Regions from separate parts of the Macaca mulatta genome. Here regions 2 and 3 are each linked to region 1. Evidence: chromatin contacts called from public Hi-C data. All regions are on one chromosome and are shown on one strand. Each heading gives the region's core, a stretch centred on a gene start, on an enhancer-like site or on the middle of the called end of the contact. The rest is flanking DNA. Distances are from core to core; before and after follow the strand shown.

Evidence for each region. A called contact is a pair of places that touch in the nucleus more often than the background predicts.
Region 2: a Hi-C map of liver shows a contact between it and region 1, with 7 times the contacts expected there. The contact joins the promoter of SLC35E2 here to the promoter of CALML6 in region 1. A contact is called at or near these places in 2 of 14 Hi-C or Micro-C datasets (fetal cortex germinal zone and liver).
Region 3: a Hi-C map of liver shows a contact between it and region 1, with 5 times the contacts expected there. The contact joins the promoter of CDK11B here to the promoter of CALML6 in region 1. A contact is called at or near these places in 4 of 14 Hi-C or Micro-C datasets (blood, fetal cortex germinal zone, fetal cortical plate and 1 more).

The regions. Positions count from the first base shown.
Region 1 is chr1:238,789,708-238,792,407 of T2T-MMU8v2.0, reverse strand. CALML6 (calmodulin like 6) reads left to right here and starts at 1,254. Exons shown (of 5, transcript XM_077980019.1): 1 at 1,254-2,427. The coding sequence starts at 1,975.
Region 2 is chr1:238,963,954-238,966,653 of T2T-MMU8v2.0, reverse strand. It overlaps SLC35E2 (solute carrier family 35 member E2), which reads right to left and starts at 1,406. Exons shown (of 10, transcript XR_013409709.1): 1 at 1,048-1,406. The region is part of intron 1 of LOC144337174 (a long non-coding RNA gene); the gene reads left to right.
Region 3 is chr1:239,009,105-239,011,804 of T2T-MMU8v2.0, reverse strand. CDK11B (cyclin dependent kinase 11B) reads right to left here and starts at 1,413. Exons shown (of 18, transcript XM_077979592.1): 1 at 1,334-1,413. LOC144337158 (a long non-coding RNA gene) reads left to right here and starts at 1,721. Exons shown (of 2, transcript XR_013409834.1): 1 at 1,721-1,852.

The DNA.
Region 1 (2,700 bases), core at 5-2,504:
TCCTGAGTAACAGATTTGCTGGTGGTACAGGGACGAGGACAGTGGGGGAGTCGAGGCTGACACCTGGGTGTTTATCTAAGCAACTGGGCATCAGAGCTGGGGTTGGCTGTTATGGTCAGAGGAGGGAGAGAATGTGCTGGTGTTTGGACCTTTTTAGCCTGAGATGCTTCTAAATGTTTGGGTGGAGAGGCAGGCATGGAGAGGGTGTCTCAGGGGCCTGCAGAGCCACAGGCCAGCAGGGCACACAGTGGGGACATGTGTAGCTGAGGACCGTCCTGGGGCTGCCAATATCCCCGCAGGAGGGGCTCCTGGGAGTGCTGTCCTGGGTGTGGGGAAGATGGGCAATGTCCACCCAGGCCAGCTTGGCCAGCCCTTGGGAGTGGCTAAAGCTTTCTGGGGGTGGGCGTGAGAGGCAGGGCTGCTGGTCTCAGACTGGGTGTTGCCCCCAGGCCTGGGCTCCACTAGTCCCCATCTCCAAGGCCTGGAGATAACAGGCCTTGGCCTCGGGGAATCCAGAATGTACAATGTCAGCGCAGCCCACCAGGGTAGTGGAGTCTCCCTGGGACTCATGCCTGGGACTCAAGTGCAGCCTTGACACCTTCTGAAGTGGAGGCCGGCACCACAGCATGTGCCCTGGGGCAGGAGGGGGCAGCTGTGGCCCTTGGGCAGGGCCATCCACCCAAACATTTAGAAGCATCTCAGGCCCAGGGCTCCATGCAGAACCCCCAGGGTCTCAGCCCCTTGACTCCTAGGCAGGACTCACCCCAAAGGCAAGGCCTTCTCCTGGGACTGCCCCTGGGGCCTGAGGTTGTTGTCTAGAATGTTGTCCTGAGGCTCCAGCGTGTGTCCCCTGGGAGCTGATGCAAGGTTTGCTTGAAGGAGGCAATAAGGGGTGGGGTGTGGTGTGGGGACCAGTGAGGTCCTGGAGGGGGCACAGACCAAGGCGGTGGTCTGGGAGGTCTGAGGGCATGGGCGCTGCCCACGGGTGGAAGAGGACTCCAAGCAGCAGGGATTTGGGTGGAACCAGGAGTCCTCTAGCAGGGGTGCTGCCCCTCCTGGGGCGACTGGGCCTGCAGGTGCTGGGTGTTTTGGAAATCAGCAGGTGTGGCCAGGCACGTGGCCCCTGGAGCCCGTGGCTGACGCACGTCTGAGACAGGCTGGGTGCTGCTGCATGCCTCCTGGAGCTCTGCCCAGGCCTGTAGACCTGCCCTGCAGTCCCCTGGGGGTGGGCCCAGCCTGCCCATCAGACTTTCTTTCTTTCTTTCTTTCTTTCTTTTTGATGGAGTCTCCCTGTGTTGCTCGGGCTAGAGTGCAGTGGCCGGTGCGACATGGGCTCACTGCAACCTCGCCTCTCAATCACCCCAAGCAATTCTCCTTCCTCAGCCTCCCAAGTTACTGGGATTACAGGCACGTGCCACCATACCCGGCTAATTTTTGTATTTTTTTGTAGAGTTGGGGGTGGGGGGTTCGCCATGTTGGCCAGGCTGGTCTTCAACTCCTGACCTCAAGTGATCCGCCTGCCTTCGCCTCCCAAAGTATTGGGATTACAGGAGTGAGCTACCGGGCCCGGCCCCCGTCAGACTTCGAAGGGTCTGTCTGTCCTGCCCTGCGGCCTCTCCAGCAGCCCCTGGGGACCAGGTGTCAGGCCTTGGTCCAGCACTGAGCTGGGACCTCTGGGAGTGACCATGGGGAGGAAGCGCCCATCCCTGCAGAGGGTGGAGGGAGTGAGCGGCTGAGTCAACCTGACTCCTGGGGCTCTGCTAAGGCCAGATCCATGCCCACCCGCGCCCAGGGCCTGCCCGCCTCAGCCTGGGTGTTGCCCCCAGGCCCGCACGTCCCCATTTGCGGTTCCCTCTGGGAGCCGGAAGGAGGCGGGACAGCGCGGCTGCGGGGGTGCAGGGGCTCCTGGGCCACCGGGCGCGCTGGGGCCCGGGCTGCCTGGAGGATCTGGGGCTCCTGGTACGTTTGGACAACATGACCCAGCTGCCGTCACATTCGAACGAGGCTGAAGAGGACGCGGACGGAGGAGCCCCGGAACCTGGCTGCCACTGCGCCCCGAGGTGGAGCAGGGAGCCGGGCCGGGCCCTCCGCGGCGAGGACGGCTGCTGGCGAGGGGCCTCTCGGGAGCCGCGGTCGGGGCGCCCCGCGGGGCCGCAGCCGGCGCCTCCGTTCGTCCCCGGCGACTGTGGGAGCCCGGAAGGGAAACGCACAGGGCCGGGTGTGAACGAGGACGGATGGCGGCGCCGGGTTCGCAGCACTCGAAATCCCCACGACCGGCCTCGGACGGCGACCCCGGCCGGCCGAGCTCCCACTCCAAGCCGGGTGACCCGAGACGCCCAGGCCCCGGGACCGCCCAGACTCCGCGCGGCCTGCGAGCGCCGTCTGGTGGGAGAGCGCGGAGCTAACGACCGGGGGCGGAGCTTCCAGGTGGGGCGGGGCGGAGACAGGGCGGGGCGGGCGACAAGGCGGGCCGTGGGGTGGGGGCAACTGACGGGGCGGGGCCGGGTGACCGAGGCTCCGCCCACTTTCGCCGCCGCCTTCAGGACGCAAGGCGCTGACTAGCACAGGCTCCCACGGGCTGTGCCACGTAAACGTCAAGCAAGAAGCAAGAAACGGCTGCGCGCGGTGGCTCATGCCTGTAATCCCAGCACTTTGGGAGGCCGAGGCGGGCGGATCACCAGAGGTCAGGAGTTCGAGACC
Region 2 (2,700 bases), core at 157-2,656, 170 kb before region 1:
GGAGCCCGAGGACTAGAAGGAAAAGAAAACCTGGATTTAAAATGGGATAAAGCCACAGGAGCTGCTCGTCCCACCACAGGAATCTGAGCGCCGGATTATGACAAAGCGTCACTTTGCACCCTGTCCAACTGTGCAGACCTCTCCTAGCCAGGCCCCTGCACCAGAGGTTAACAATCCGTGCCCCTGGTCAGGAAGTCCAGGTGGGTTCAAACAGCCAGAAGGGCATTTCAGGCAAAACGTGTCCCAAATCTTCAAACCATGCCCCGGAACTCAGACCTCCCCCTGGGAGTTCCTCCCAAGGAAACCATCTGGCAGAGGCTCAGGCTGCAGGGGGACACTCCCTTCCAACACCCGGAAGCTGGAGACCACACAAGTGCCCAACGCCAAAGGCACCCCGAGGAGGGTGCCCTGTGCCCCCCCCGCCCAGGTAACCCACTGCGCCCTACACATCTTCACCAGGAAACATCTGTTACAGATGTGGACGAAGCGCAGCCTGGACTCCCAGATCCGCTCATTTTCGTTCTGCCCTCCGTTTTCTGATTTGCCTACACTGAAAATGCGTGAGTGGCGTGGAAAACCTTCCTACTCCTGCCTCAGCGACCCTTCCTAAAACACGGGCTCGTGTGGCCTGAAAATGTGACGTGCAGGCTTCCTGAGCAAAGTAGGTTACGCTCCATTAAAAAACAAACAAAGAACTAAAAAGCCACCGAACGGGAGCTCGGCTGTCGGGAGATTTTTGCGCTTTTTTTTTGTGGCCACGCACACCGCGTTCCCGGGTTTCAGGGCGTGGGGGTCGCCGTGGACTCCCGAACGTGAAAACAAAGCCAGCTCGCAAAACGCCACCAGCGTTTTCCGCGCACAGCGCCCGCCGTAGGAAAGGACCCCCCAGGAGCCAATCCGGGCAGGGGAACCCCGGGCGCCCGCGCACTCAGCATCAGTACCGGCACCCGTCACCCAGCACCCATCACCCAGCACCGACCTCGCAGCACCCAGCACCCAGCACTCAGCACCGAGCACCGAGCACAGCACCCAGCACGCAGAACCCACCAACAGCCTGATGCAGTCTCCGCCGCAGGCATAGCGCTGGGCCCCGCCGCCTTCACAACAAAGGGACGCCGGCGGGCGGGGCCTGAGAGGCGCGCGCTGGAGGGGCCGGATGCGAGGCCGCGGAGGGGGCTCGGAGCTCGGCTATGGGGAGTGTCACAGGGCGGGCGGACCCAGGTGGGCTTCACGGGGCGCCCGCGGGGCCGAAAATGACGCGCAGAACCCGGCATCGGGCTCCTCGCTGCCCCGCGGGCGCCGCCCCTCAGTGCCCGGAGCCGGGGAGCGGGGAACCGCGCCGCGGCCCACAACGCCCCCGCCGCTACCCGTTGGTTCCGCCCGGGCCGTTCTACTCCAGGCAGACTGGGGGTAAAACACGGCGCGCTCAGCGCCCCTCCCCGTTGGTTCCGCTCGGGCCGTTCCACTGCAGGCAGATGGGGGGGATGGAAACAGGAGTTTTTAGTGCCCTTCCGCGGCCGCCCGTTGGTCCCGCCGGGGCCGTTCCACTGCAGGCACACGGTGGGGACACGGCGCGCTTACTCCCCGCGGCCGTCTGTTGGTTCCACTGTAGGCGCACGGGGAGGGTTGGGGGGAGACACACGGCGCGCTGAGTGCTCCCTGCGGCCGCGCGGTTGGTTCTGCCCGGGCCGTTCCACTGCAAGCAGAGGGAGGAGGAAGACGGTGAGCTCAGTACACCCCCGCGGCCCGTTGGTTCCTCCCGGGCTGTTCCACTGCAGGCACATGGGAGGGGGAAACAGCGGCCCCCACCCCCGCGGCAGCCCGTTGGTTCCGCCCGGGCTGTTCCACCGCCGGCACTTCAGGGCGGGATCGGCCAGTCTGTGGAGGCCGCTCTCTAAGCCCCAGAGGCCCCAGGTTTGGGTTCAAGGAATAAGAAACCCACTGAATACGCTTAACTTAGAAGACACAAAAGCGCCTCTTGGCGGAAGGAGCTCCGCACAGCCTGACGGAAAGCTGCTGGGGGGCGGGGCCGCCGCGCGGGGTGAGGACTCGCCTCAGGGCGCTGATTGGCTTGTGGCGCGCTCGGGGGCGGGGCCTCCGCATCAGGCTGGCGCCCGCGCTGCTGGGGGCGTCCGGAGCAGACACACCTGCCCGCGGCCCCGAGGACTCTGGCTCTGGAACTTCGTGGAGCGATTTCCTAGCGTTACTTTCTCAAATAATGTTCGGGAATGAAGTTGCAGCTAAAGGGCTCTTTACAGATTACTTTTGGGCCGGGCACGGTGGCTCAGGCCTGTAATCCCAACCCTTTGGGAGGCCGAGGCGGGCGCATCACAAGGTGAAACCTCGTCTCTACTAAAAATACAAAAATTCGCCGGGCGCGGTGGGGGCGCCTGTAGTCCCGGCCCTGGAGGCTGAGGAAGGAGGATCGCCTGAACCCGGAGGTGGAGGCTGCAGTGAGCCGAGATCGCGCCCCTGCACTCCAGCCTGGGCGACAGAGCGAGACTCCCTCTCAAAAGAAAAAAGAAAAGTTTACTTTTGGCCGGGGGAGGTGGCTCACGCCGGTAATCCCGGCATTTTGAGAGGCTGAGGCAGGCGGATCGCCTGAGGTCAGGAGTTCGAGACCAGCCTGGCCAACATGGTAAAACTGCCCCCATCTGTACTAAAAATACAGACAAAAATTACCCGGGCCTCGTGGCGCGC
Region 3 (2,700 bases), core at 164-2,663, 220 kb before region 1:
CCTCATTAAGAATAAGAAGTTGTGGCCTGGCGCAGTGGCTCAAGACAGTAACCCTAGCACTTTGGGAGGCCAAGGCGGATGGATCACTTGAGCTCAGGAGTTCAAGACCAGCCTGCGCAACATGGCAAAACCTCGTCTCTACAGAAAACACAAAAATTAGTTGAGTGTGGTGGCGCGTGCCTGTATTCTGTTACTTAGGGAGCAGAAGCAGGAGGATCACTCGAATCAGAGAGGTCAAGGCTGCGGTGAGCCAAGACTGCGCCACTGCACTCCAGCCTGGATGACAAAGTAAGACTTGGTTAAAAAAAAAAAAAAAGTTGTAGGCTGAGGCAGGTGGATCACAAAGTCAGGAGTTCAAGACCAGCCTGGCCAACACGGCGAAACCCCTGTCTCTACTAAAAATACAAAACTTAGCTGGGCGTGGTGGCAGGTGCCTGTAATCCCAGCTACTCAGGAGGCTGAGGCAGAAGAATCGCTTGAATCCGAAAGGCGGAGGTTCCAGTGAGCCAAGGCCCCGTCACTGCACAAGACCCTATCTAAAAAAAAAAAAAAAAAAAAAAAAAAAAAAAAAAAAAAAAAAAAAAAAGGAAGAAAAAAGAAGGATAAGTTGTAAGCCAGGGGCAAGGTGGCAAGCGCCCGAGGGCCTGTAGTTCTAGGTACTCTGCAAGCTTGAGATAGGAGGACCGATTGAGCCCAGGAGTTCCAGGCTGAAGTGCGCTTGTGAACAGTCACTGCACTGTAGCATGGGCGACAAAAAAGCGTTCTGAAAAATGACCGCTTGAAATCAAATCTCGTTTCTGTCATTCTTGCATGGTCTTAGGTAACGTAATTCACCTCAGTTTAGTCTTCTGTACAACCAGAATAACACGACCTACGTGACAGTATCGATCGCGGATTAAAGATCGTCCGTTTAAAGGCTCTTAACTCATGACCTGCCACTCATCAAACACTGCTTTTACTGTCAGAATCTGCTAGAAGGACCACATGGACTACGTGAAGCCACTAGCACACTGGACAGCTGCACCTTGAGACCGGGGAGACGCTCCGAGATGTGCTCGCGAACAAGGCCACCTGACCCGGGCAGTGGGCTATCTCCTTGGGTGCAGTCACGCACACTTGAGGTTCAGCCTGGCAGACGTTGGCTCCAGAGAGCGTTTGGGCCCGCCGCCTCCACCACCCGAAGTTCGGTGCGGGATGAGACTGTCCGCGGAAGCCAGGGTATCGCTCGCCCCCGGGCCCAGGTCCGCCCCGCTCCGAGGCCTGCTCGGAAGAAAGACCTCGGTGCGCAGTTCTCGCCGCGCTCCCACACCTGGTCTGCCCAATCGGAACTCACCCCTACGCCGCCGCCGCTGCCGCCGGTCCCGGAGCCAGAGAAGAAACAGCTACCGGCGCGCGCCAGGAGTATCGTCACTTCCTGTATTGGCGCGTAATCATGACACAATAGCCGGCCTCCGGCCCAGAATTCGAGACAACGACAGGGGTTCCCTCTGTGTGGCACTTCCTGTGCCTGCGCGGGATGATGACGCATAAGACAGCGCTTGCTCAGATCCAGGACTCCGGAAGAAACAGCGCCGTGGGCTGCACTTCCGACTTCGGCGCGGGCTGATGACGCAAGCATCGGGGCGCCGAGCGGAGCGACTCCTACTTTGGGAGCAGTTTGCGCCTGCGCGGAAAGCGTGGCCGGCTTCCGGAATCCGACCGGGACTTTCCCGGTAGCGAAGCCCGCGCCTTGCGATCGGAGTGCCTTCGCGTTGGACGCCCGTATTCCATTCCCTTGACCGCTGGGACCCCTAGTGGCGGGTGGGTGGAGCGCGCTCCATTTACCTGCGAGTTACCTCCTGAGGCGCCTCAGGTCTGTGCGTCCTGTAAAGGCCTATCTCGGAGTTTAACTCTGAACCTTACCCAAAAACAGGGCAGGGAGAGCTCTTACGATGTGATTTTATTTATTTATGTATTTACTTGTGAGTCGAAGTCTCGCTGTGCCACGCAGGCTGGGGTGCAGTGGCGTAGACTCGGCTCACTGCAGCCTCCTCCCGGCTTCAAGGGATTCTCCCGAGTAGCTGGATCCACAGGCGCCCGCCACCACGCCCGGCTAATTTTTCTATTTTTGGTAGAGTCGGGATTTCGCCACATTGGCCAAGCTGGTCTCGAACTCCTGACCTCAAGTGATCTGCTTGCCTCGGCCTCCTAAAGTGCTGGGATTACAGGCGTGAGCCACCGCACCCCGGCTTTTATAGTGTGATTTTAAAGCTGACACTGGCAGTGGGTCCTCAAAGTGCTTGTGCAAACTCACTGGGTATGGTGCTTCCCCAACTCCCAAGGCCCCACCCCAAACCCATGGATTCCGAACATTCCAGAAGAGGATAAAACGAGTAATTAATTCCCTTTCCGTATGTTAGGTTATCCTCTTGACTTGAAAAGTCACAGAAAACTGCTTTAGACATCTGAATCTCAGGAAAGAGACATAAACATCCGCATTTACTGGGCCTGAAATGGGAAACTGTAAAATGTGACAAGAAATTGACAAGGGCACAAAAAGGGCGATGGGTATTGGAATTTTTTTCATTCCAGAATAAAATGCTGCTTGCTTTGGGTACCCAAGCTCTTTTTTTTTTTTTTTTTTTGAGACGGAGTCTCGCTCTGTCGCCCAGGCTGGAGAGCGGGTGCACGATCTCGGCTCACTGCAAGCTCCGCCTCCTG